Linked DNA regions of Sus scrofa: region 2 is linked to region 1. The links are chromatin contacts, called in public Hi-C maps. All regions are on one chromosome and are shown on one strand. Each heading gives the region's core, a stretch centred on a gene start, on an enhancer-like site or on the middle of the called end of the contact. The rest is flanking DNA. Distances are from core to core; before and after follow the strand shown.

Region 1 (6,659 bases), core at 2,434-4,933:
AGAAACAACCCAAGTGTCCAACAATAGACGTATGGATAAACAAAATGTGGCATAGACATGCAATGGAGTATTATTCAGTCATAAAAAAGGAATGGCATTCTGATGCATTCTACAACATGGATAAACATTGAAAACATGATGCTAAGTGAAATAAGCCAGGTATAAAGGGACAAATACTGTATGATTCACCTACATGAGGTATCTAGAATAGGCAAACTCACAGAGAAAGAAAGTATAATAGAGGTTACTTAGGGGCTGGGGGTGGGGAAGGAAGAATAGAGTTATTGTTTCATGAGCATAGAGTTTCTGTGTGGGATGATGAAAAAGTTCTAGAAATAGAAATGAATAGTAGTGATAGTTACACAGCATTGTTAACATACTTAATGCCACTGAATCATACACATAAAATGGTTAAAATTGTAAATTTTATTATGTATATTTTAACCACAGTTTTTAAAGGCAAATAACACAATAAAATGTTATTGTGTGCAATAAAAACGAGCAAGCATCAAAGCCACGAAAAGAGATGAAGTAACTTTTTTTTTTTTTTTTTGCTTTTCAGGGCCACACACGCAGCATATGGAGGTTCCCAGGCTAGGGGTCGAATCGGAGTTGTAGCTGCCAGCCTACACCACAGCCACAGCCACAGCAACGCAGGATCCAAGCAGAGTCTGCAACCTACACCATAAGTCATGGCAACGCCAGACCCTTAACCCACAGAGCAAGGCCAGGGATCGAACCTGGGTCCTCATGGATGCAAGTCAGATTCGTTAACTGCTGAGCCACAATGGGAACTCCATGATGGAGGAACATTGCTAAGTGAAAGAAGCCAATCTGAAAAGGTTACCTATTTCATGATTCCAGCAATACGACATCCTGGGAAAGGCAAAACAATGGGAACAGTAGAAAGATCAGTGGTTGGAGTTCCCGTCATGGCTCAGCAGTTAACAAAAACCCAACTAGCATCCATGAGGATGCAGGTTTGATATCTGGCCTCACTCAGTGGGTTAAGGATCCTGCATTGCTGTGGCTATAGTGTAGGCCTGCAGCTGTAGCTTTGATTCGATCCCTAGCCTGGGAACTTCCACATGCTGCAAGTGTGGCCCTAAAAAGTGAAAAAAAAAAAAAAAAGAAAAGAAAAGAAAGAAAGAACAATGGTTTGGTTTCCAGGAGTTCAGGGGTGAGGGAGTAGGTGGGAGGAGGGGGGATGAGCAGGTGGAGCAAGGGGATTTTTAGGGCTATGAAACTATTGTGTATGATACTGTAGCAGTGGATACATGTCATTATATATTTGTCAGAAACTACAGAATGTGCTACCCTAATGTAAACTGTGGACTTTAGTTAATAAAAATGTTTCAATACTGGCTCATTAATTGTAGAATAAGTACCTACCAATGCAAGATGTTACTAACAGGGGAAACTGGGAGCAGGGAGAGGTACATAAAAACTCTTGCTACTTCATGCTCATTTCTCTATAGCCTAAACCTGCTCCCCCCAAAAGCCTATCAATTAAAAAAACCAAAAAGGCAAGTCATTCAATAAAATATTGCCAAAACATTAGGGAAAGAAGGCCCAGGACTTACCCTTTGTTCACAATAGCCTTGGGGGTGGAGCACTTCCATGGTGGCAGAGGCCCCCTTTTCAGCTCAGACACACACTCCCTAATTTGACCTCCAGTGTTTCCACCTGCAAAACAGAGGCAGGGAGTTGAATTACTTGATCTCACGAGAGCCCTCGGCTCTAAGTGCATAATACCTTGGCTTCAGTCTTCACAAAATGAAAGAGCTATTCATTATGTTTCTTTGTTTTCTCTTTTTTGGCCACCATGAGGCATATGGAGTTCCCAGGCCAGGGATCAAGTCTAAGCCACGTTTGCGGTTGCGACCTACACCACAGCTGTGGCAACACTGGATCCTTTTTTTTTTTTTTTTTTTGTCTTTTTGTTGTTATTGTTGTTGTTGTTGTTGTTGTTGCTATTTCTTGGGCCGCTCCTGCGGCATATGGAGGTTCCCAGGCTAGGGGTCGAATTGGAGCTGTAGCCACTGGCCTACGCCAGAGCCACAGCAACGTGGGATCCAAGCCGCGTCTGCAACCTACACCACAGCTCACGGCAACGCCGGATCCTTAACCCACTGAGCAAGGGCAGGGACCGAACCCGCAACCTCATGGTTCCTAGTCGGATTCATTAACCACTGCGCCACAACGGGAACTCCTCCAACACTGGATCCTTAATGCACTGTGCCAGGAATGGGAGCAAACCTACGTCCCAGCACTCCAGAGACGCTGCAGATCCTGTTGCGCCACAGCGGGAACTACTATTCATTATGTTTTACATGCATGAGCAAGGCTCCTCGCCATGGGGGAAAAAAATGGATACAGAGAAACAGTGCTTAAGGATACCGAGATTTGGGTTTCGTCCCCTCTCACACACACCTGAACTGACCACCTGTCTCCTTAATGTCCCTCCTGTCTCCTTAATGTCCAAGGCTCTTTCCAGGGACATATCTTTATGCTTGGGGGGGATTAACTGGCTGGGGGTTGGGGATGAAGGAAGGAAAATGATTGAGGAATTCTCAAGGAGTGTCCTAGAAGGAGGTGAGAGAGAATGACACAGAAAGAACGGCTATGCCCGCACATCTATCCTGACCCCCTGGCAGCCACAGCTCTGATTCAACCCCTAGCCCGGGAACTTCCATATGCCGAGGGTGTGGTCCTAAAAAAGAAAGAAAGAAAGAAAGGAAGAAGGAAAGAAAGAAAGGAAGGAAGGAAGGAAGCTACTAAAACAAAACAAAACAAAACAAAAAAAACCCAAGAATAAAATCTGGAGTTCCCGTTGTGTCTCAGTGGGTTAAGAAACCAACTAGTATCCATGAAGACACAGGTTTGATACCTGGCTTTGCTCAGTGGGTTAAGGATCCAGTGTTGCCATGAGCTATGGTGTAAGTCACAACATGGCTCGGATTCCACGTTGCTGTGGTTGTGGTATAGGCTGGCAGCTGTAGCTTCAATTCAACCCCTAGCCTGGGAACTTCCATAGACTGCGGGTACAGCCCTAAAAAAGAAGAAAATCAGCTGGATTCTGTGCTAAAACCCAGAAGGAGGAAGCACCTCACCTGAGCCCAACCTGTCTGGGTCCAGGCTTGGCCTCAAACCCAAAGTGAACTCCTTAAGGAACTTCCATCTGAGAGGAAACAGCTCAGCTGGCAGACGAAGGAGGCACAGCCCTGCCTTGGGGACCGGGTCTGAGGGGAAAGGCAGTTCCATCCTGGGAACCTGTGACCGAGCAAAATGTGACCCTGTCCTGAACGTCACAAGCTGAGGGAGGAGACGCAGCCCCATGTGGGGGCTCCAGTCTGAGGGAGAGACGAGTCTACCCTGAGAGCCCTGGTCTGAGGAGGGAGGTGCAGCCCATCCTGGGGACCTCAGGAAACACGGCCGGGTCTGAGGAAGGAGACGGGCCCTTGTTCTGGGAGCTCTAGTCTGTCAGAGACATGGCACATCCTTCAGAAAACTCCACTGATGCACCCTGCAAAGCCCCCCAGTGAGCCCCAGACATTGCCATACTTTCTCAATCCAAGACTCAGCCAGGTCCCAGCCTGGTCCCACTGGACCTGGAGAGTTTCAGGTCCAGTGGTCACCCAAGGTCATTGCCCTGCCTGGCTCCCTGTGGTCAGGAGTTGGCCTGAGCTTCTCACGCACACCTGGCCAATCTTTAACTCACTTGCGCTGGTTTAGGGCTCCCCTCTGGCCAGAGCCAAAGCAGGAGAAATTGGACATGGAGACTTTGCCCCCCACAGCAGGCTGGTGGCAGACTGGAACCATCCTGTCCTGCCCTTTCCTGGACAGGCCCTGGACACACCACCCAGGCTGTTCTCTCAACTCCCCAGGAGGTAGACACCATTATACCTCCTTTAGAGATAAGAAACACAAGGCTGAGAAGCTGGGAACCGGCTGGGGAGGGCAGGGCACTGGGGAGGAGCAATCTGGTGAAGATAAAATGGTGTGTGGATTTCCCGTTGTGGCTCAGTGGTTAACAAATCCGACTAAGAACCATGAGGTTGTGGGTTTGATCCCTGGCCTTGCTCAGCGGGTTATGGATCTGGCATTCCCGTGAGCTATGGTGTGGGTCACAGATGCAGCTCAGATCTAGCGTTGCTGTGGCTGTGGCGTAGGCCAGCAGCAACAGCTCTGATTCAACCGCTAGCCTGGGAACCTCCATATGCCACGGGAGCAGCCTAGAAAAGGCAAAAAGACAAAAAATAATAAGATAAAATGGCATGAAAGACTCTGGGCTGGGAATCCCACCTTGGCCTCACAGGGAGAATGAGGTGACTTCCCGAAGTCTCCCAGCCTGTCTGTCCAGGTCAGACTCTCAACTCCTTTTTTCTAAGCCTCTACCACTAACCTGCTCTCTCCTTTGTATAACTCAGTTCAGGCTCTTGAGAGAGGAGTTTGATTAAACCAGGCCATGTTGCTCAGTGCTGGGTCCCCTTGGAGCAGTGTCCAAACAGTCATAGCACACTGGCCACCATGGCCCAGGAGAGGCAGTGGCACAGGGGAAAGCCAGCAGAGCCGCACAAGAGACTCCACCTGTCATTCTCCTGGCTGCCCACCCTGCCCCCTACTCTTAGTGCCCAGCAATCTTGCCCTCATCCTCAGTCCTCCCTAAGATGCCAAACGGCTGGGTTTCTCAACAACTTAGAGAAAAAAAACACCACTTCTGTTTTTTCCTTTCTTTTTTTCTTTGTCTTTTTAGGACCACACCCAAAGCATATGAAGTTCCCATGCGAGGGGGTGAATCAGAGCTACAGCCGCTGGCCTACACTACAGCCATGCAGGATCCAAGCATCTACAAACAGCAACACCTAGGCCATAGCCACGCAGGAACCGAAGCAACACCTATCCTCCTACACCAAAGCTCACAACAACACTGAGACACAATGGGAGCTCTATCCTCACTTTTGTTTTGGCCTAGTTCACCCCTTCTCTGAAGGTGGCTGTGACACTGGGGCAGGTGACCCTGCCTGACTTCTTTTTTCCTCAGGGTTACCCCCCACCCACTCCCACCCCCTTGGTCCCTATGCAAATGAATCTAGTCATTAGGGACGCCTGGGTCTGTCCAGGTAAGTCTCAGTCCAAAGGCAACTTGCTCCCCAAGGAAGGATTTTCCAAATGACAAAGGAATCTGAGGAGGGAGCAGACTATCTGAAAGAAGGGTGATGTTGGAGTTGCCGTTGTGGTGCAGCAGAAACAAATCCAACAAGGAAAAATGAGGCTGTGGGCTCAATCCCTGGCCTTGCTCAGTGGGTTAAGGATCTGACTTTGCGGTGACCTGTGGTGTAGGTCGCAGACATGGCTCGGATCTTGAATTGCTATGGCTGCTGTGCAGGCGAGCAGCTATAGCCCTGATTCGACCCCTAGCTGGGAACCTCCATATGCTAAAAAGCACACTCGCCCCCCCCAAAAAGAAAGAAAGTTTATGCAGTTCAAAGAGTCAGCCCTCCACCTTGTCCTCTCATTGGCTCCTATCCCTGAGAGGGGGCTGCCACGAGAGGTCATCACACCCTGAGCTGAGCTCCCCAGCCCTCAAGGATCCCCTCCCTCAAAATTAGCCCCCCAAGACCCTACACTCCACTTACCCCTCTATCCTGACGTGACACCAGGGTCGCAGAATTCCCCTGGAACCGGGGTCATCTCTCTAATTCAAGGTTGGGCAACTGTTGTGGCAGCTCTATGGTTGTGCAGGGGAGGGGGCACTTTTGGGTGGGGAGACTGAGGGAGGTGGCTTCTGGTCTCCACCGAGGCCACCTGTGCTCTCCCTGCCAACCCTGCGTGCCAGCAGGTGTTTCTAGTTTTAGAAGGCTGGCATGGTGATACCTGCTATTCTTCCCCAGGCCACTCCTCACCTCTACACGCCATTACCCTGGGCCGGTAATTAACGGTAAGAGTCTAATTCTCAGCAGGGCCTGGGAAAGGGAAAGGGGATGAGGCAGGAGGCTGGCTCACAAAGACAGGTCTAAAGCCCAGCTCACCCGCTAATCCTGGGCCAGTTGCACAAAATTCCTGAGTCTAGATTTTTTCATCTTGTAACTGGGGATGATAATCCTACCCCCCAGGGTTGCTGGGGGCCTAATGAGATGAAGTATGTAAAGTGGCACATATTAGATCAATGCTACACACACGCACACACACCAGGAATGCCAGGAAAGGTGGTCCGGGGCAGGACTGAACGCAGGACACATGCATGGCATGCCCAGCTGTGCAGATACCATGCCCACACGTGTGAGCCAGCATTCCTGGGACCTCGCACCCCCTCACTGGGGTCTTGCCAGGACCTGGGCTCAGCCCACTTCCTTCCACTGCTCCCCCCACCCAGCAGCTGGGGAGGGCTGGGGGGTGCTGGCGTGCCAGGGAACAATGGGCCCCCAACCCCTTCCGGCCCATTGCGTGAGAAGGAGCTGCCGGAAGGAAACTCACCTCCCAGTGGATTGGGGCACCGCCCCCCTGATGACTGCCCCAGGGAAGCCTGGAGATCCCCCATGCTGCTCAAGGGGGGGGCCTGTGCACTCCAGGCCTCTCACTTGGTACAGTCAGTCCTTGCACCTGGCCTGGCCTCCCCCACACCCTTTCAGAGGCATCCCTGACCCCCTCCCCAGGGG
Region 2 (6,659 bases), core at 1,072-3,571, 110 kb before region 1:
CTCTGGTCCCTGCTGCTCAATTTCAAGATAAGAGGACTTGCTCATCCTATCTGCTCCACACATCCTCCTCCTCCCACTCTCCTCTACTCAGCCCCTCCTTTTGGCGGAAGAAGTACAACTAGAAACCTTTTTTCTCAAATAATTTGTCATTTACTCCCCATTTTGGGTGACTGCAACCTAATACTCATACTACAGGGGGAAAGTTACATGGAAAGCAACCAATGCCTTGCTCAGAAGAATCTTAATTTATTCATCATAAATAAACAGAACTCTGTAAAGGTTAGGAGATCATAGTCATTGAAACTACACCATGGAGAGTACTTGGTTTTACAAAGCCTAAGTCTGCGGCAGCTGGTGCACTTGAACGAGTCTAAAGCATTAAATATATCATTATCAAGGAACTGTTTCAGGGCCCAGAAAACCAGAACAGGAAAGGAACAGCAAAGTCAAAAAATTGTGATCTCAGTGGGTTAAGGATCCAGCGCTGCCATGGTATAAAGTCACAGACGCGGCTTGGATCTGGGGTTGCTGTGGCTGTGGTATAGGCTGGCAACTGCAGCTCTGATTTTTTTTTTTTTTTTTTTTTTTTTTTTTTTTGTCTTTTTGCCTTTTCTTGGGCCACTCCCGTTGCATATGGAAGTTCCCAGGCTAGGGGTCAAATCGGAGCTGCAGCCACCGGCCTACGCCAGAGCCACAGCAACACCAGATCCGAGCCACGTCTGCAACCTACACCATAGCTCACGGCAACACCGGATCTTTAACCCACTGAGCAAGGCCAGGGATTGAACCTGCAACCTCATGGTTCCTAGTCGGATTCGTTAACCACTGAGCCACGATGGGAGCTCTGCTCCGATTTGACCCCTAGCCTGGGAACCTCCATATGCCGAGGATGCAGCCCTAAAAAAAACAAAACAAAAAAATAAATAAAAAATAAAAAACAAATGTTGAAGTTACTGGGCTGGCCCCAAGGGAGCAAGCTCTGCCAAAGAGCCCCATCTGGCCTCACTGGCTGACCAAGAAACACGGATTTCAACCAGCAGGTCATTATGGGCCAGCATGTAACTAGTCTTGTCTGGCTGGACCACACGCCTTTTTAGATCCTGTATCCTCATTTACACTGGATTGAAAACTCCTCAAAGTAGGGAATTGTACTTCCTCAGCCCCCACCTCAGTTACACTGTCTTAGCTGTATTTATCTATCAACAGAGGCAATTTCTTATCAGGTACGCAAATGTATGAATGATGCAAACCTACTGCTATTTCTGGTGTGGCTTAACTCTAAGGCAGATGTTTTCAGAAAGTTCATCATCATCCTATTGGCTTCAAAGTCCTGTACAGAAAAACTTCTTTTCCTCACTGATCACTTCAGGAGAAATGTCTTGCGGTTCTATCTGGTGTCTAATGCTGCTATATTATATAGATTCTTAAAACCACACACAATTAGGCTGCGGCTGTACATTTTAACAACAGGTATACAAGCACAATGACTGAACTTAAAGCACCCCGGTCTGTATCTTCTCAAGAGAAGGCAAAATAACAATCATGTAATAACAAAATAAAAACCATCTACATGTCAGAATTAACACTATCCTGTTGGTCAACTGATCCCCTCCACCTGAGTCCTACCCCCGCTTGGGGCAGAAACAGCAAAAAGTGCCATCACAAGCTTTGCCTCTCCTTCACCCTTTCAGAAATGTCAGTCACTGATGTCCCAGGTGCCGATGCTGGCAGCTGTAGTCTGACCTTGCATGTCAAAAGCTGATTAAAACAGCCATTTTTTATGGCCTGCTCCAGACATGCACATATTATCAGAACTAATTAGGAACCACTGATAGCATTGTGAAAAAGCTGAATGAATTCTCAAGAGTCCCAGCTACTAACAACCCTAAACCTGTTAGACAAGTCACGCACCTGCCTACTTCAAAGACTGTCTTCACCTGCAGAGTCACGCAAGGGAGAGCTTCCCCTTGGGTCTGGGCATTGCTTCCCCTACTTACTCCTTTTCTGCTGAATTTGAAACAGGTCAGGGCTGTGAGTCTTGGGCCTGCCGCCCCACAAATCAAACTTTCTTTCTGGGCCTAGGTCTTGTGCCGTGTGTACAGGCACCCACTCTCTAGTTCTAAGGGCTCCGTGGGGGCAGGCTGAGCATTTCCTGCTACTTTTCTCCTCACAGTCCTTAAGGGTATAAAACTCAAGGTACAGACCCCGCTCTGGCTGGCTAGTGCTGCAGCTGGAAACAGCGTCTGCTATATTGCACTGATTTGGGCTGGGGGGAGGGGCCTCTGTGATGAATTGGCATGTTTTGCAGCTTAGGGAAAGACAAGGCCAGAAATGCTTTCTGTTCAGTCTGCCAGTTGCAGGGTCTAGGACTCCACTGCACTCTGTTTCTCTGAAAGGAACATGCAAGCACCACAAAATGTTCCTTTTCAACAACAGTTACACACAAAGCCAACCAGTCAGACGGGCTTATCAGAAAGAGGCAGAGGGAATAAAATAAACTCCAAAGGAAGGGAACCAAGAACATAGCGTGTAAAGTGCAAACAATAACATCGCCAAAGCCTGAACATGGGCCAAGCCTAATTATGTTTGGGTTGGAAGGTGGATCTTTATTGTTTGGGAACCAAGGCAGTAAAATCAGTTGTTAGGGCTTCTCTTAATATTAATATGTATTTTACAGCTGTTGGTGAAACAGGAGAGAGAGATAATTATAGCCCGTTCGTGACAAGCAGAACACTTCTTAGGATCTGATTAACCTCAGGGTATCAAGAAAAACGGCTTAAGCACACCCAGCACAGGCCAGGACAATCATTCCACAGCTTGAGGCAGGGCCATAGAGCCTGTGGCCCAGCACTACAGACTGTCCCTCCCACGTGTCTTGGCCACTCCTGCATTGATTCTTCTATCTGACTATTTCAGGCCTTTCTCTCCCCAGTGGACACCTGTGCACGTTCTCACATCCTCCCTTGCACCTCCCCACACTCAAGACACCCTCCAGAGCTGCATCTAAGCCTTCCCCAGTAACCTCAAAATCCCTCCCCTGTCCTGCAAACCTCCCGGCCTTTGCGTTGTCTAACAAGACTCCCACAACAAAATGGCATCGCAAATCCAAACTCAATCCTCATAGTGACATGGCCTTTTAATTGGAAAGGCTGTGTGTGTCCTATGTCTTAGCAATGAGGAGCACAACTCAGTAAAGGGCACAGGTATTCCTCTAGGATCGTGAATTCCTCATATTGGTTCTTTGGGGGGGGGTATAAAACCACTGGTAAATTCATATCTTCAGACCCACAATGTACATACAGCCCTTATAGACTTAAATTAAATCTACCACAAAACTCAATTTGGTGTCAGGAATATCTCTGAAACAAGAATTGGTTACAAGAAACCTAACTACTCTTAAAACTCTATTAGGGTCCATAAGGCCTCCCATGATCTGGCCCCTGTACACTATTTAGCCTCTTTGCCTTGGACCTCAATCCCCACATGCTCCAGGAATCTTGGCTGCCTTCTGTTTCCAAGTACTCTGGGGGTCTTCTGGCCTCAGAAAGCATGGCCCCTCAAAAGCCTTCCCTCCTCAGGCACTCTTCTCTCTTCCAACGCTCCCCCACCCCACACAGGGCTAGTTCCTCATTCTTTAGGCTCAATTTAAACATCCCTCAGACTCAGCATGCTGCTTACTTCCTTCGTTGTATTTAATACAACCTGTAAGTGACTCTTTTTTCTTTTTGGACTATAGCTTTGCTAGACTGTAAGCGCCACGAGGGCAGTAACCCTGTCTCGTTCACTGCTGTGAACCCTTCTTCTCCACGGTGTCTTCGGTGCTAGCACAGAGCCTAGTGGAGGGGCTGCATGAACACATGCTGAATGAGCGAAGGGGAAACCTACCCAACAGCCTCAGGGCGTTCTGCAACTGGGTAAGAGCCCAGCTGTAGGCAAAGCCAAGCATGGGTGAGATGTTTCTCTTTCCCCACTTCTTCCTCCCCCTTTAAAATCTAGACAAACCTCCTATCCACACTGGACCTCATTCCTTTGGGTTAAAGCTCTACTGGAACAAGCTTTGGACTCATGAGGTAAAGGACTTCCTGACAAGATTAACTCATTAATTATAAAGGGGGAAAAGTATCTTTACAAGGAAGGAAACTGCTGGACAACACCTTACCAAGGGATCAAACCAACCTCAGTGATGGGACAAACTGACATCGTATCCTCTATAACATGATGCCCCAAGAGAGAGCCCCACCAAAATCCTGGAAAAAATATTTACCATGAATTATATCAAAAGAAAACAATCAGCAAATCAAAACTAAGGGGTATTCTGTAAACTGTCTGGCTTAGGCTCTTCACAAATGTCAATATCACAAAAGACAACAAAAGTTGTGGGTGCTGTCCTGATTAAAAGAAAGAGATATGACAACTAAATGTAACAGACAATAGTTGATTAAAAATACAACTATAAAGGACACGATTGGGGTAACTGGAAAGTTTTGCATATGGAATGTGTATTAAATAATACTTTTGTACTAATTTTAAATTCTCTGAGAGCAATTTTTTTTCTTGCCTTTTTAGGGCCACACCTGTGGCATATGGAAGTTACCAGGCTAGGGCTCCAATCAGAGCTACAACTGCTAGCCTACACCACAGCCACAGCAATGCCAGATCTGAGCCATGTCTGCCAACTACACCACAGCTCATGGCAATGCTGGATCCTTAACCCACTGAGCGAGGCCAGGGATCAAACCCACGTCCTTATGGATACTAGTCAGGTTTGTTACCACTGAGCCACAATGGGAACTCTTCCCTGAGAGCAATCTTATAGTTCAGTTGTATAGAGCAACATCCTATTGAAGACATATGTAAGTATTTAGGGGTGAAATGTAATGAGTGCAACTAAAACTCAGATTGTTCAGGTGTGTGTGTATGTATTTATGTGAAATAAATGTGGCAAAATGTGAATTAATAAATTTAAGTGAAGGATGTATGGCTGTTCATTCATTATACCATTTTAGCAACTCTTCTGAAAAGTTTGAAATTTTTTTCAACATAAAAAGTTGGAGGGAATTCTGATAAGCAGCAGAAATTGCTGTGGCTATGGTGTAGGCCGGCAGCTGCAGATCCGATTGAACCATTAGCCCGGGAACTTCCATATGCCATGGGTGCGGCCCTAAAAAGACCAAAAAAAAAAAAAAAAAAAAAAAAAAATGTTGGGGAGGAGTTTCTGCTGTGGTACAGCGGGTTAAGGATCTAGCATTATCTCTGCAGAAGCACAGGCTTGATTCCTGGCCTGGTTAACTCCAGCACTGTTGCAGCTGCAACTCAGATTTAATCTCTAGCTCAGGAACTTTTCCATATGCCACAGGTGCAGCCAAAAAAAAAATTGGGGGAGAAAAAAAGAGTCAAATGTCTCCAAATATGATCAACAAATGTTTGCTGAGTAATAATACATCAAGCCAGTGGTGGGAGTGGCAGGAAATAGAATAAATAAAAAGAATACGAAAACAAACCATGTTCCCAGTCTTACAACCTAGCTACCAACAAAAAATATATATATGCAGATATCAGAGAATATAAAACCAACTGTATTATCTTGAGCACAGGTGCAAAGTATGGATTTCAAACCAGGAGCTGCAAGAAGAATCAAATTCTCACTCTGAGCCAGGCAGGATTATAGTCACAATGATAGGAGAGAGCGTGCACTCCTTAACACACTGAGTGAGGCCATGGATCGAATCTATGTCCGTCCTCATGGATACTAGTCAAATTTATTTTCGTGAGGCCACGACGGGAACTCCAGAGCTTAAAATCTTAAATTAAAACTGGCAATAAATTGGAGTTCCCTTTGTGGCTCAGCGGTAACAAATCCAACGAATATCCATGAGAATGTGGGTTTGATCCCTGGCCTCGCTCAGTGGGTTAAGAATCCAGTGTTGCCATGAGCTGTGGTGTCGGTCACAGACGTGGCTCAGGTCTGGCATTGCTGTGGCTGTGGTGTAGGTTGGTAGCTGCAGCTCAAATTCAACCGCTAGCCTGGGAACTTCCATCTGCTGCGGGTGCAAGCCCCAAAAACCAAAAAATAACACCTGGCAATAAGTTGCCACGAGACGCTTTCCAAGACTGTAGGAAGCACAAGAGTTCATTACTGGGAAAAGGGTCTAAGCCAAGATACCTGTCTTGACAGTACTGCTCTAAAGCCTCATGAAAGTGCCAACGACCAGAACCAAGCCCATCGTGCTGATGACAAGTGTCCATCTGGTTATTCAGGCCCATAAACTCTGATGGACTCCACGTTTAAAGGACTGACTACTCCTTCCACTCCTGGCACGAGAGGATCTGCTAGAACCAGAAGTTCCCCAAATCAATCAAGTCATTGTCAAGGAAGTCTGCCAGCAGAGACACAATTTCAGAAACCAGGCTCAGAAGCTCTGCTCAATTAAAAGCTACAGTGGCATGTGGTTCAGGAGCACAGATTCTGTTAGTGCAGGTTTTCAGGTCCTCCTAGAATTTACCTCATGTCTCCCTTGGGCTCTCTTAAGAGAAGAAATGCTGGAGTGGTACCTCCCTGGGCATGGGACATGGTCTATTCTGTAAACATGAGAAAAGGAATGAGCGTTGAAGGGAGATCAAGGCAGGAACCTACATGGGGTGGGCCGATGGTTTGAAAA

Evidence for each region. A called contact is a pair of places that touch in the nucleus more often than the background predicts.
Region 2: a Hi-C map of fetal liver shows a contact between it and region 1, with 2.7 times the contacts expected there. The contact joins two enhancer-like sites. A contact is called at or near these places in 1 of 5 promoter capture datasets (fetal skeletal muscle), 29 of 47 Hi-C or Micro-C datasets (adipose tissue, alveolar macrophages, blood and 17 more) and 2 of 2 datasets of contacts at active chromatin or transcription factors (alveolar macrophages and skeletal muscle).

What each region holds. Positions count from the first base shown.
Region 1 is chr7:58,771,510-58,778,168 of Sscrofa11.1, reverse strand. LOC106504440 (a long non-coding RNA gene) reads right to left here. Exons shown (of 5, transcript XR_002345822.1): 4 at 1,584-1,686. Among named protein-coding and RNA genes, the nearest start is that of CYP1A2, 10 kb to the left of the region's middle. Within about 2 kb of position 3,683, at least 5 of the 83 cell types and tissues checked have an H3K27ac peak or open chromatin away from gene starts, as enhancers often do. A contact at or near this core is called in fetal liver, where this site is marked.
Region 2 is chr7:58,880,058-58,886,716 of Sscrofa11.1, reverse strand. The region is part of intron 4 of EDC3 (enhancer of mRNA-decapping protein 3); the gene reads right to left. Among named protein-coding and RNA genes, the nearest start is that of CLK3, 26 kb to the left of the region's middle. Within about 2 kb of position 2,321, at least 21 of the 83 cell types and tissues checked have an H3K27ac peak or open chromatin away from gene starts, as enhancers often do. A contact at or near this core is called in fetal liver, where this site is marked.